Regions from separate parts of the Mus musculus genome. Here region 2 is linked to region 1. The links are chromatin contacts, called in public promoter capture Hi-C maps. All regions are on one chromosome and are shown on one strand. Each heading gives the region's core, a stretch centred on a gene start, on an enhancer-like site or on the middle of the called end of the contact. The rest is flanking DNA. Distances are from core to core; before and after follow the strand shown. Region 1 holds the start of Slc39a12 (solute carrier family 39 (zinc transporter), member 12). Region 2 holds the start of Nsun6 (NOL1/NOP2/Sun domain family member 6).

Region 1 (7,534 bases), core at 3,073-5,572:
AACCCGAGGAAAAGTTAAGGTCAGGTAAGAATACCTGGGGAGAGATTAGAAGGAAGGAAAAGAAAAAAGAAAAGAAAAAAGATCAATTAGCGGAGGTCTCTAGGAGAAGGAGCCTATACTCATCACTAGATGAACTCAAGGAGCCAGCTCTTGGTAGCTCTGAATCAGATGACGAATTCTCCTCTGAAGAAACAGACTGGGAGGAAGAAGCAGCTCGTTATGAGAGAGAAAAGTGCCAGCCAGATAAAATGCGAGCTAATTGGTCAAGAAAAAAGCCAAAAGCGGCTGGCGAAGGCCAGTTTGCTGCTTGGCCTCCGGGCAGTCGGCTTCAAGGTGCACTTCCGCCCTATGCGGAGCCCCCGCCCTGCGTAGTGCGTCAGCCCTGCGCAGAGAGACAATGCGCAGAGAGGCAATGCGCAGACTCATTCATTCCCAGAGAGGAACAAAGGAAAATACAACAGGCATTTCCGGTCTTTGAAGGAGCAGAGGGTGGGCGTGTCCACGCTCCGGTAGAATATGTGCAGATTAAAGAGCTTGCCGAGTCGGTCCGTAAATATGGAACCAATGCTAATTTTACCTTGGTGCAGTTAGACAGGCTTGCCGGCATGGCACTAACTCCTGCCGACTGGCAAATGATTGTAAAAGCCGCTCTCCCTAGTATGGGCAAATATATGGAATGGAGAGCTCTATGGCAAGAGGCTGCACAAGCGCAGGCCCGAGCAAATGCAGCTGCTTTGACTCCAGAGCAGAGAGATTGGACTTTTGACTTGTTAACGGGTCAGGGAGCTTATTCTGCTGATCAAACAAACTACCATTGGGGAGCTTATGCCCAAATTTCCTCCACGGCTATTAGGGCCTGGAAGGCACTCTCCCGAGCAGGTGAGGCCACTGGACAACTAACAAAGATCATCCAGAGACCTCAGGAGTCATTCTCAGATTTTGTGGCTAGAATGACAGAGGCAGCAGAGCATATATTTGGAGATTCAGAGCAAGCCGCACCTCTGGTAGAACAGCTCATTTATGAGCAAGCCACACAGGAGTGCCGAGCGGCCATAGCCCCAAGAAAGAACAAAGGTTTACAAGACTGGCTCAGGGTTTGTCGGGAGCTTGGGGGACCTCTCACCAATGCAGGCTTAGCGGCCGCCATCCTCCAATCCCAAAAATGCTCCATGGGCAGAAATTAATCAATGCATAGATCTTGTCCAGGAACAACTAGATGTATTATGGCAAATAGCTCAGCTGAGATGTGAATAAAAGTTTCCGGGATTGTGTGTTACTTCCATTCAGTATGAGAAATTTACTAGGGCAGCTAATTTGTCAAAAAGTCTTTCTCAGTATATGTTACAGAATTGGACGGCTGAATTTGAACAGATCCTTCGGGAATTGAGACTTCAGGTCAACTCCACGCGCTTGGACCTGTCCCTGACCAAAGGACTACCCAATTGGATCTCCTCAGCATTTTCCTTCTTTAAAGAATGGGTGGGATTGATATTATTTGGAGATACACTTTGCTGTGGATTAGTGTTGCTTCTTTGGTTGGTCTGTAAGCTTAAGGCCAAAACTAGGAGAGACAAGGTGGTTATTGCCCAGGCACTTGCAGCTCTAGAACATGGTGCTTCCCCTGATTTTTGGTTATCTATGCTTAAGCAATAGGTCGCTGGCCACTCAGCTCTTGCACACCACGAGGCTAGTCTCATTGCACGGGATAGAGTGAGTGTGCTTCAGCAGCCTGAGAGAGTTGCACGGCTAAGCACTGCAGTAGAAGGGCTCTGCGGCATATATGAGCCTATTCTAGGGAGACATGTCATCTTTCAAGAAGGTTGAGTGTTCAAGTGTCCTTCCTCCAGGAAAAACAACACGGGACCAGACCAGGACCCCTCTAGGTGATGAGCCTGGAAGGAGGTTATGTGTACGGCTCCTTTACCTGCACACTGGGGATTTGACCTCTATCTCCACTCTCATTAATATGGGTGGCCTATTGCTCTTATTAATAGAAAAGGGGGAACTGTGGGAAGCCGCCCCCACATTCGCCGTTACAAGATGGCGCTGACAGCTGTGTTCTAAGTGGTAAACAAATAATCTGCGCATGTGCCAAGGGTAGTTCTCCACCCCATGTGCTCTGCCTTCCCCGTGACGACAACTCGGCCATGGGCTGCAGCCAATCAGGGAGTGATACGTCCTAGGCGAAGGATAACTCTCCTTAATAGGGACGGGGTTTCGCTTTCGTTTTTGGGGGCTTACACTCTTGCTCCAAAAGATGTAAGCAATAGAGCTCTTGCTCTGCGCTCTGGCGCTCTGGCTCCTAAAGATGTAAGCAATAAAGCTCTTGCTTCTTGCTCCTGAAGATGTAAGCAATAAAGCTCTTGCGCTCTTGCGCTATTGCACTCTTGCACTCTTGCTCCTAAAGATGTAAGCAATAAAGTTTTGCCGCAGAAGATTCTGGTTTGCTGCGTCTTTCCTGGCCGGTCGCGAACGCGTGTAAGAGAATTTCTCTGGCTAGGACTTCAAGCACTATATTGAATAGGTTGGGAGAAGTGGGCAGCCTGTCTAGTCACTGATTTTAGTGGGACTGCTTCCAGTTTCTCTCCATTTACTTTGATGTTGGCTACTGGTTATGCTGTATATTGCTTTTTATTATGTTTAGGTATTGGCCTTGAATTCCTGATCTTTCCATGACTCTATTATGAAGTGGTGTTGGATTTCGTCAAATGCTTTCTCAGCATCTAATGAGTTGATCATGTGATTTTTGTCCTCGAGTTTGTTCATATAGGGGATTTTGTTAATGGCTTTCCGTATATTAAACCATCCCTGCATACCTGGGATGAAGCCTACTTGGTCATGATGGATGATCGTTTTGATGTGTTCTTGGATTCAGTTTGCGAGGATTTTATTGAGTATTTTTGCATTGATATTCATAAGGGAAATTGCTCTGAAATTCTCTTTCTTTGTTGGAACTTGTGTGGTTTAGGTATCAGAGTAATTGTGGCTTCATAGAATGACTTGGGTAGAGTACCTAATGTTTCTATTTTGTGGAATAGTTTGAGGGTAGTTGGAATTACGTCTTCTTTGAAGGTCTGATAGAACTCTGCACTAATCCCATCTGGTCCTGGGCTGTTTTTGGTTGGGAAACTATTAATGACTGCGTCTATTTCTTTAGCAGAAATGAGACTGTTTAGATCATTAATCTGATACTGATTTAACTTTGGTACCTGGTATCTGTCTAGGAAATTTTCGATTACAGCGAGGTTTTCCAGTTTTGTTGAGTATAGCCTTTTGTAGTAGAATTTGATGATATTTTGGACTTTCATAAGGTTCTGTTGTTATGTCTCCTTTTTCATTTCTGATTAGTCTGTTTCTGTTTCATTTCTGATTAGTTAGTCTGGCTAAGGGTTTATCTATCTTGTTGATTTTCTCGAAGAACCAGCTCCTGGACTAATTAATGAAGAGATTAAAACCAGCTATATTGCATAAGTAGTGAACTATTATTTCTTTAATGGCCTTTTAACCAAATTCTTGCTATTGGATTACCCAAGCCTTTTACATGGTAGTTCCTACTGGAGGGACCACCACAGGTGATGGGCACATGCCTTTAGGGAGTTTGGTCCAACATCCTGTAGTCTAAAGCCCAAAGCCTCTTGGTTTCTCAGCCCTTGCTTAACCTTCAGTTTGACCATCTTAACTTTGGTCTAATTCCCTGCTTCTCAGGTGAGTCTAGTTACTGTCACCATGGTGCTTATGAGAAAAAGAAAAGGTCAAGTCCCTTTCTTTGACATTCGAGACAAAACCATGTACACAATGGGTAGTTAAATTGAACCCTGGTTATCTCATGGGTTGTACCCAGTTTCCACACACAATGGGTGATTGGCACAGGTCCCCCATTTGTATCTACTTACTTCTCAGGTTAGAAGTGCGTTCTTTCATCAAGTACTTTTAGTTTAAACCATTATTTATAAAATCCTTGCATCTTTTAAATATTTGCAAGCTGTGAAACAGTTTTAAAGGGTCAATCTTTCTGTCAACTCTTGGTTTAAGCCTAGGTTAAACAATGATCTCTTTCACTTTGCAAGGTAGAATTTTATTTATTTTTTATCTAGATTCTGTCCCTTGGAAGGCAAATGACTGTAGATAATTTTTAAAATACTGTGCTAAATGTTGATATAAAAGAATAATTCCTCAACCACATTTATTTGATTATCCTGCAAATCTGCGAGCCAGCAACTGTCCGCTTTCATCCACCTTCATTCTTACCGTCTGAGCAGCTCTCTCCATAGCAACTAGAAATGTCTCTGGGCTGAAATAATCCTCTCCAGCTCTCAGCACACAGTTAAGGAATTTTAAAACGGAGAACTGTGGGACCACAAAATGCTCTCAGAAATTTAAAGGCCCAGGGAGCTAGAGATAAACAACTATTTCTCTTCTTGAGGTAAGTGATGGGTTTAGAAACGTCTGTGTCACTATGTCTCTTTTTAAAATGCTAGCATAAGAGTCTGAAACTGTTGTTTAAGCTATAAAGATAATCTTAGGATCTTGTTACTACCCTGGAGGTCATTACTGGATCGTCTCTGGATACTACAAGAGACGCTGTTAACATTTTTGACTCCTTAAACAATCAATTCAAGACTTAGTTTTCTCCAAAAATTCTGATAGACTCTAAGGTGATTTCCCATTCTTTCAGAGTAAGTAGATTTATTATCCTTTTGGGGTCTTGGAGGTTTTCAGAGATAGTTCATTCTCCAGTGTCTTCGTGGATGGTTTTATTACGCTAAAAACTAACTAGTGTTTCTTGAAATCACTATTTTTCTCTAGGGCATTGTCCTCTTCAAAGGCTTCTGACTCAGTGTGATATTGGAAGTGTGTTAAAAGAAATTTTCTCTTTAATTTTCTCCACTGACTGCACAGATTTTTTTTTTTAAGGTGTTGCAGCTCACTCTGTGTCCTGGGCCAGGCACTGGCTGCAGACATGGAAAGTGCACCCTCATTTAACCATTTGACTGATTAGTGCAGGCATAGTTTCCTGCCCACTGTGAGGTGGGAAGTTTCCTGGTCTTTGGGGTTATAAGCTGCATGCAGATCCCCTGTTGCTGCAAATCGGCCCAGGCACCCAATTAGTGAGTCATTTCAAACATGTTGAAAGTCTTGAAGTGTTTATTTTCTCTTTTCTACCACAGGAAACCCTCTGGTTGTAAATTTGTCCTGCATGAAGCCTCCCATTCACCCCCAACACAACCCAAGCCCAAGAGTGGACATGTGCTTCTGGACCAATCTTTCAGTGTGGATGATCCTACTGTCCCACTCCCTCAGCCTCGTTTCCTCTACTGAGACCGGCAAAACCCTCACTCAGAATAACAGCAGAGCTGGGAGCCAAGGCCTGCTAGAAGTTCTGAGGGTCCTCTCTGCTGGTGACCACTGGTCCCTCAACCATCCACAAAGCCTCATCAAAATTCTGTTGGAGAGGACTGGGTGTCCACAGAGAACAGATTGGACACAAGGAGACTGCAAGCTGGTTAGTGAAATAAAGTGGGGTCGGGTACTAAGAATTGCTCCAAAGGGAACAGTGGATCACATAGAGATGGCTTTATTACAACGAAATGACATGCAAAGTTCATATGCAAGCTAGAAGTTCAGCCTGGCACAATAATGTCCCGAATCTTCCTTAAAACAAACCATTCACAAGGGATTTTGTTTTTCAATTAGGAAAAAGTGTTTATGCTTTCTAGAGCCCCTCTGCTTCTTTAGGGACACTGGCTTGCTGATGAGTGCTTGGCCCGTCCTTCCTTCTGCTTTTCTGAGATCCTTTTATTTTTGTCCTGCAATGACCATGGATGATATTAGACAGAGGCTTTTGATCTTCTGTGAGACAATCCCAGCATTCTGATATTTGCCTGACATTCAGTTCCTGAGCATGCACTCCTAGGTGTCAGTTAGTGTTTTTTTAAAGTCTGTGTGGTCCCGAGTTAGTGCCTTGACAATCACTAGCAGGGAGCAATCAGAGCTTCAGGAGAGAAGTGCTGCATTTAGAGTTGAAACTGTTGCCATGCTTCCCGAGACCTATTCCACAGCCTTCCCTACAGCTTTCCTTCTCCCGACCTAACAAGCAAACCCTATCCTGTCTTCTCACCAGAATCAGTTGTGCAGCTCACACGAAGTTACTGCATAAAGGCTTCCTCTTTCCCAGGCTGAATCTTGATTTGCCTAGGATGGATGTGTTGCTGTTGATCATGATTAGTTTCCCTTCTGTCTCTGTCTCTGTCTCTGTCTCTGTCTCTGTCTGTCTCTGTCTCTGTCTCTGTCTGTCTCTGTCTCTGTGTCTGTCTCTGTCTCCCTCCCTCACTTCCTTCCCCTTCCTTCCCCTCCCTCTCCTTTCCCTCCCTCTCCCCCTCCTCCTCCCTCTCTCTGCCCCTCTATCTTTATTGATTCTTTGTGAATTTCTCATCATGTACCCCAATCCCACTCATCTCCTTGTCCCTTTAAACCCACCCCCTCCCTTGTAACCGTCCCCAGATTGCTTCAGCATAAAACTGGGGGGACTACTAATCCCAGGGTTTGGTTGTTGTAGGAGGAGGTCCATCAGGTTCCATTGTGGATGTTTGAAGTCCCTGGAGGAGGTCCATCAAGTCTCACTGTGGAGGAGAACCCGGGTCTTAAAATAACTGCCCACAAAATCCCTCTTTGTCACCCCATCCCGGTCAATGAATTTTTAAAGGAAAAACTTGTAGGTATATAGATAAGTTGAAAGCATGTATAAGCAAACCAGAAGTGCATGTCTGCTTCCAAAGTCAATCTGGATTGTCTTTCTCAGTCCCACAGAGATCTGGGCTGAGGATGGGGTGTGGGTGTGCATTTCCTGGCCAAATGTTTTTTGGTTTTGTCCTTGTAATAAAAAGGGTCTTGCACAGATAGGATGCTTTCTCTGCTCTCTGTGAATGATAAATAATGCCATAATTATTAAAACACCCAATGGTTCCCAGAGGAGATGTGTTATAATAAGCAGCTCTTCTGTGATGACATTAATAGATATAGATAGTAACAACAGACATCCCACTGGAAATAACCAGGAGTCAGATCTTATTAATTTCCGCTGAGAATCTGCTTCAGGGCCATGGTCTCCTTTAATGATATGAAGTGCCTTATTAAGGCTGCTTAAATATTGGTTTTACTGGGTGAACATAAACAGGCAAGACTGTTCTCCATGTTTGGAGCTGAAGAGGAGGGAAGGGGTATTTTATCTTATTTTTAGTGACATTATAAGGGTTTGGCTGTTTGGCTTCCTCTTGAATTATATCTGTCCCAGGGCTTGGAAATGCTCAGTCTAAGAGTGCGGCATCTTAGGGCTGCTCATTCTCTTTCTCTGGGAAACTGAAGAAAAGGGAAACTGATAGGAGAGGGTTTGACTCTCCTGAATATTCCTTTTGTACGACACCTAAGAAACATTTTCTTGTCCTTTGTGAAAAGCCAGCGGAGGAAAGGTCATTCAGTTGCACCAGCATTCAGGTTCTGACACTAAACCTCAGGGTTTGGCTTTGTTGTTGAGTCT
Region 2 (7,534 bases), core at 3,303-5,802, 660 kb after region 1:
ATCTCCAGAGGTCTCACTACCTTATCTTACCAACTCTAATGTAGAAAGGTTCTTGCTTCTTCCTTCTCACTAGCTAAGGGACGTTAAAATTCTTAAATCCCAGGAAGTGGACCAGAGAAATGGGAGCATAGAACACCAACCGTTTCCCTCTGAGTTTGGGGTAGAAGGAGAAGGAAGTGTCCAGTCCCGCCTTCCTGATGCCCTCTCCCTCTAGAGCTAGGCTCTGGTCTATTAGTTTCCCATCCAGACACAACCACATGGGCTTTGCTGCTCAGATTTATTTATGTTGATTTATTCTATTAGTTTGTGTGTGTACGTGGAGGTGTGTGTGTGGCTCCGTGTGTATGTGGAGGTCAAAGCACAATTCTACTGAGTTGGCTTTCCCAGCAGCCACCTTTCTGTGGGTTCTGGATCCCACGCAGGTTACCAGGCTTATAGAACAAGTGCCCTGACCCACTGAGCTATCTCAATAGCCCATCGTCTCGATTCAACTGTAAGGAAAAGGACCGAAAGTCTAGAGTGACTCTCTCCTATTCTAAACCTTAGCTCCTTAAATGCTGTTTCTATCAGACTAAGATACCAGAGTAGAATAGTTGTTAGAAATAAAAGCAATCTCGATTTGTCCCATACCTTTCAATACTCTGGAAACAGTTGCTTTCCTAGTGTGGCTGTGCATATATAATTTTTGGTTGCTTAAAGGAGCTGATTATATTTTATATCTCTTATTACTCTCAACAACAGAATCACTATCAACACGGAAACATCTTTATGTTTTGTTTAATTATTATACTAACTCTTAGTATCACACATCACATGTTATACCTGCGCTTTGGGAAGCTGTATTTATAGTGCTGAGACTTAAAACCAGAGCCTTGTACATGGTAGGCAAGGTCTTAAAATTGAGGTGAATCCTCAGTCTTACCTGGTTCTTCTGATACTATCTTCACCGGGCACAACCTAATTACAGAACTATCCTCAAAGAGAGCAGGGCACGGCAGATACTCCATGAAGATGACGAGATTAAAGAGAAAGGAAGGGGCCTGGGGCTCTGCCGTCAGGAAAGCATCAGGACCTCAGCTTAACCCCAAACCTATGCTGGGTTGAAAAACAAAGCCAAGAGTGGGAGCAAACCCCAACCCGGGAAGCTGGTGAGCTCCCCGCCAGAGAGAGGCTTTGTCTCAAAAATTACATAACCAGATATTACTTTTCTGCTTACACAACATAAATGTCACTTTACAATCCTGTTTCCACCTAGTACATGAGCAATACTGACAAAACATATTGGTTAAAAATCTTAAAATCATATTCTTCATATTGTCCTATTCTCGGATTTTATAAAAGACATATATGTTTAATTGAGTTAACCACAATTAATAAACTCCTGGGGTGGTGAACGGAAAGTGTGCCTCCATGATGCAGCTTCTATGAGCTCATCACCCATGATGGGCTGGGATTTTGTTTTGCAGTGCCTGTTCAGAGCCAGCCACTTTCCAATAAGCACCTCTCACCCTGGCTCTATAAGTATGCCTGATAAACTCACTGGCTCACTCAATAAACATTTTAAGAACACATGTAATTCTACAATGACTTAGCAGGTATCCTCATATCTGAACGCATCTTAAATGTACAATCAGTCGTAATCAATATATCTTGCTCATTATGCAAGTAGGTTTAAGGATTGAATGAAGTTCTGTATATATTTTTATAATGAAGCCAAGAGGGCTTAGAAACTTAGCCTAAATACTAATATTCTAATACGTTTAGAAGCAGAAATCCTAGACTCAATCTAACCCCATCTCTTAACCTTAAAACAACTTTCATAACTTAAATTTCTTATTTATGCAACTGGAATATTCACACATGTTTAAATCTCTGTTCAATACAGTGCTATTTTGAGTATAAGTATATTATGAATTGCAGTAACATCATATACTTAATTGACATGTTCCACTGAAATGTTGTCAACATATCATATAGATGATTATGATTTAATTGAACACCTAATTCTCAAATATATTTCTTTAACTCTTTCGCTATGCTTGTTTAAAATTATATGAGAACAATAAACTCTGTATATAAGCAAGTTTAAAACAACAGACTATCCTATTATCCATGGGATTTTGTGGCACGTGGTGCAGCAGAGAATAGAAGTATGACTGCCAGGGCTGGAGAGATGGCTCAGTGGTTAAGAGCACAGACTGCTTTTCCAGAGGTCCTGAGTTCAATTCCCAGGGACCACACGGTGGCTCACAACCATCTGTAATGGGATATGATGCCCTCTTGTGGTGTGTCTGAGGACAGCGACAGTGTACTCACATACATGAAATAAATAAATACATCTTTAAAGAAAAGAAGTGTGGCTGCCCAGCACACCACACTTGCACCAACCTTCTGGAGCTCTTCAAGCAGCAGACCTCTGACATGCTGAACTGAGCCTAAATGCGTATTCACTCTGACAGTTGTCATCGACGGAGGGTGTGACAGGCGAAGCAGCAGAGTCTCAAATTTCCTTTCTGCTTCTTGTCTGCTTGAAGCAGACACAGCCTGCAGTAAGAAGAAGTCAGGTCTCGGCTTCAGTGTGTAGTCATCAGTATTAACATACTTAAGGAATGTTAAGTTAAACTTAAGGCTTAGTTTGGTTGATATTACTTCTTTCCTTTCCAAACTGTTTTACAAATGGGATGGCCTTTCTTCATTTAAGCTGTCATACCTTGTGGGTTTGGAAAGGAGATGACCTGAAAGATTGCATCAATCCTTCATAAAATAATGTTCATCATTCTAAAACCGTTGAAATTGACCACTGACTGTCCCCCTTCCTCTCTTAATATATACTTCCCAAGACCCCTTGAAATAAGCATAAAATACTTTCTCTTTCCATATAGTTTATCCTATGAACAATATTTGGAAATAAGATGTGGAAATAAGTTTTAAAATCTCAGCTCCAATAACACTAAAGAGCATTTTAGTGGATTGAATTTTGCTAAAGAACCAAAAATTTAGAAAAATATCCACGTTGCCAAGGGGTTAAGGTAAGGTGGTTAGAGCATGCAGGGATATTTTACTAGAAGGCAATCAATATTCACTGGGAATTTCTGTGCTAAGTGTGGCCAGTAACAAGTAACTAACACTCTTTTTAAGACATGCCTGCCAAACCAATGTAGTGATTTTCACTTAAGGTTGATGCCCCAAGACAACCTTCGAAAGTACTTATAACCCATTCAATTTTCATAGAATAAATTAAGCTTTAAGCTTTATTAGTAAGAATTAATTCAAGGTAACTCATGCAAAATGAACATTTTCCAGTAAGGTTCAGTGGATTACAAGCTTGTAATTCTAGCACTCAGGAGGCAGAGGCAGAGGCAGGTGGATCACAGTAAACTCAAGACCAATCCGGTCTACCTTATGAGTTCCAGTATAGCCACTACTATGTGGAGAAACCCCCCTGTTTCTTTTCTTTTCTTTTTTTTCTTTTTTTTTGAGACAGGGTTTCTCTGTGTATCCCTGACTGTCCTGGAACTCACTTTGTAGACCAGGCTGGCCTCAAACTCAGAAATCCACCTGACTCTCTAACCCTGTTTCAATAGATAGATGAAAGAAGGACAGATAGATGGATGGATGGATTGATAGATAGCTTCTAAAACTGACTTTTTAATCATTATATCTGAACTTTAGTTGCTTGACAATTATGTCAGTTTGGATGAGTAAGAGGACTGCTTAGACTCTGGTGTTCTTAACAATGAAACCAAATCACTCTACCATGATTTATTAGACTAAATTGTAACCATTTCCAATCAAACACCTGGTGGCATTTAATGAGGCACTCAAAGTGCCCTGATCACCTGAGTAAGTACAAGAGCCTGTACTTTAACAGAACAAGTGCATCTACTGTGGAAGTCTTGAGTTGTGTGGCCAGGGAACTTCTCTGGTTGATTCTGCTACCCCTTCAGTACTAAGGGCTGACAGACACGTAACACTTTCTTTTGTCTTACATCTAAACGTGAGCATATATTTATCTCCATCTCAGTAAGCATCAATGGTGACAAAAAAACCACATTGTTTTTAAAGATTCCAATAAAGTAGTGGCAAAAACTAACCACATATTCCCCTTCTTTCTGCTGAAGTTGTATCAGAATTTTGGCAAACATCTATGTACGTGACCTACCTCCTCGTTCAAAAAGCTCTCTTTGAGATAGTTTTCAACTTCAGGTCTCAAAGATATCTTTGGAAATACATACATTCTTTTGATTTTTTTCTGTTTTAAGTTGTCCAAGAAAATGTTGGGAAGCAGTCTTTATTTCCGAATTTCAGCGTTGCCAGCCAATGGACGAGCACAAGAATGCCTTTCAGTGCTGAGTTCTGGAATGAGCAGGGCCCAAGGTTTGTCGTTCTCTGGGATGCTGTGAGACAGCTCCGAACTGCGACACTGCGCCAAATAGGGCTTGGTGACAAAAAGTGTACCTAAACGCAGATCGGAAAACAGACAGCGCCTAGATCCACTCTGACATGCTATTTTCCAAAACCGCGCCCCCAGCTTCGGAACAGAAAGTCGCTTCCTGGGTTCGTCACTTCCGGCACTCGATGCCCAGCCTTCTGTTCGTGCCCAACCTGCATCTGCCAATCACCTCCCCTGAGGGTGGAGCTTTTTCTAGGAAGGACTGTGCCGGGTACATCCTGGGACTCTTGAATGCTGGGTTGAACTGGATACCTCACTAACCTGAAATAAGGGAGATTTCCATTTATTGTCCCAGTACAAGTAGCGGTGGAGGCTTCCCTCGGACACTTTTTTTTCTTTTTTAAAGACTTATTTATGTCAAGAGTATGAATGTTTTGCCTGAGTGCATGTGCTTGCCTCTTTGATCAAACCCAGGATCTGAAGGTTGTAAGCCAACATATGGGAGCTAACAATGGAACCTGGGCACTATGCAGGTACAAGTGCTCTTAACTATTGAGCCATATCTCCTACCCTAGTACCCATATTTTTTGAATGTGCTAATACCCGTGGGTACTCAGGTACAACTTAAAATCCCCTAATAGTGTTTACAACTAGCCATGAAGCTTCTAGTTAACGTGCTTTAGAGAACAAGAGTCTTGATGTGAATTCCCTGATGGTAATGAGGTGACAAGAGTTTAAAAATAACTAACCAAAGTCAGTGGGATGTTTTATGCTTGAACATGATGAATACTTTTGTCTCCAATGCCACTGGGTTAGGGTTTGCTTGTTTTGGTTTGTTTGTTTTGTGCTTTTTGTTGTTCTGAGCCATATTTCATAGGTAACTATAGAGGAGGGTTTTTGCTTGGTGTGTGTTTAATCTTTTAAGTTTTCACACTGGCTTTAAAATATATATAACTGACACACCAAGTCTTTACTAGGTGAAAATTCCATGACAAAGACACTGCCACAGCTCAGCACAGTGGTTATAAGCAGTTTTCAAGGAGTAAAAGAAAGTTCCAAGAGTTGTAATAACTTTCCACAATCTCAGAAAAAGAAAATAGGCTATAGACCAGTAAGCCAGTTTCTAAAACAAGTACCCAGTTTTTCCACAAGATCATGTATCTGTGGTCAATGCATGGGATTCCTTCCTGACTTCATCACCTGAAACTAACAGAATGTGTCTGGGACACAGGTGTTAAGTGTTGCATGACATGCCTGACAGGACATAAACATCTATTCACCCCCAAATAAGAGTGATGTGGCTGAAGAAAAACTTGACAAGTCCAAATTGAAGAAATACATTAGTTTGCTAGGCTTGCTTACAGCAGGACAGGCAGCCTCCCCTCCAGGAACCACCACACTATTTTATATGGCTGTGATATGAATCTACAGCAGTTAACATAAAACTAGTTTCATAGAGCTACCCAATATAAAAGCAGCCAAGGGGGCACAGGTGAATCAAACTCTGGGAAAGGTTATGTGTCTATGTGCACTCTATCCTTGCTGTCACCAAGCACAGTCTGACCTGGGAAGGGTAGCCTGTTCTGCTGCATTCAGGCAGGGAGAACAGGTAAATGACATCTTGGTGCAACATGGAATGCTTTGCCCAGGATTCAGAGGGCTAGACCACCCACACAAAGGAATTTCAACAGACAACTTTGTAGTAACCTTGACACTAGATATAGTTGAAGTCTTTAAAAAAATAAAGAAAACTTGAACTTGAAAGTCCATGTGGGAGAAATTTCATTTCCACATAGAATACTCATTGTTTGACATATAAAGGGCACTCCCTGAATGACTAATCAAACCTTTGTGAAATAGAAAAGGAAACTGTTGTTAAATATGCATTTGATATAAAGTAGTTCACTACTTCAGAACACTTGAACAGTGACCAGAAAACATGTGGTAAATCTGCAGTTAGTAGAGTGGAGATGTTCTGTCTAAGCAATGGAAGACTCCTATATAAACATGCAAATGTCACAGAGACTTTAGATCTTTAAAGGGGTAGTATGGGCCCCCAAGCAGGGACCGGTGGGAGAAATAAATATGATGTGATATCATCATTTTAAGTTTGGTTATGACCTCATTTTATCTCTGAGGATTTTATTTCAGATTGATCTGGGGGACTGACTTAATTCTGGATTCTACACTTCTCCATTACAGGAAACTTCTTTTTCTTTCAATGCTTTTCTCTTGTATGAGTGTGTGTGTTTGTGTGTGTGAGTGTGTGTGTGTGTGTGTGTGTGCAGGTCCAGATGTACATATGTGCACATATATGTGGAAACCAGACATTGATGTGCACTCACAATTACTCGCAGCTTTCATTTTTGGGATAAGGTCTCTCACTGAATCTGGAGCTGGCTGACTTAACTGGATTGACTGACCGGCAGCAAGCTCAAGGGATCTGCACGTCATGTCTCTGCCTCCCCAGAGCAGGAATTACTGGCTCACACTCCTGGCTCAGCTGGATGATGACGACCATGATGATGATGATGATGAATCCAAGTGCTGGGCATCTAAAAATCAGGTCGTCGTGCTTTCATGGCAAGCACTTTACTAACTAGAATTTCTACTTAGTCCCATTCATTTCTTTAATTGTTTATTTTTGAAGACAAACATCCCTATTTAGCCCAGGCGCTTCTTGATTCACAATCCTACTGTCTCAACCTTGTGAGAGACAGAATTATAGGCATTTCTAACACCCACCCCCTCCTGATAATCTTAAGAGTTCTGTAAAGATAACGTAATATCTTTGCATATCCATTTAGCCACAAATCTAATCCTGTCAATACAATATTCAGCTTTTCTAATACAATTGGCCTCATCTGAGAAACTACAAATTAGAACTTACAGTGTTTGGAAAGCCAAATGAATGAATAAATGAATAGAATCTGGTTCAAAATGCTGCCAGAATTAAGCACACAAACGTTTGGACTGATTCATCATTAGTTCTATAAATTATAATCCACACCTTACTGGGATTTCCTCATTTCTCCTGCTGCTATTATGAAACACTAAGGACTAAACTCCCTGCAAGCCAGACCTCTCTGAAGACTTAGCAGTCCAGCTACTACAAGCCTAAATACCAGCTCTTTGGTCCTG

The links. Promoter capture Hi-C pulls out the DNA fragments that hold promoters and counts their contacts.
Region 2: a promoter capture Hi-C map of second pharyngeal arch cranial neural crest shows a contact between it and region 1. The contact joins the promoter of Nsun6 here to the promoter of Slc39a12 in region 1. A contact is called at or near these places in 3 of 39 promoter capture datasets (the 3T3-L1 cell line, neural stem cells and second pharyngeal arch cranial neural crest).

What each region holds. Positions count from the first base shown.
Region 1 is chr2:14,384,076-14,391,609 of GRCm38.p6, forward strand. Slc39a12 (solute carrier family 39 (zinc transporter), member 12) reads left to right here and starts at 4,323. Exons shown (of 13, transcript NM_001012305.2): 1 at 4,323-4,423; 2 at 5,169-5,503. The coding sequence starts at 5,246.
Region 2 is chr2:15,044,760-15,052,293 of GRCm38.p6, forward strand. It overlaps Nsun6 (NOL1/NOP2/Sun domain family member 6), which reads right to left and starts at 4,553. Exons shown (of 11, transcript NM_028950.5): 1 at 4,163-4,553; 2 at 2,389-2,544. The coding sequence starts at 4,237.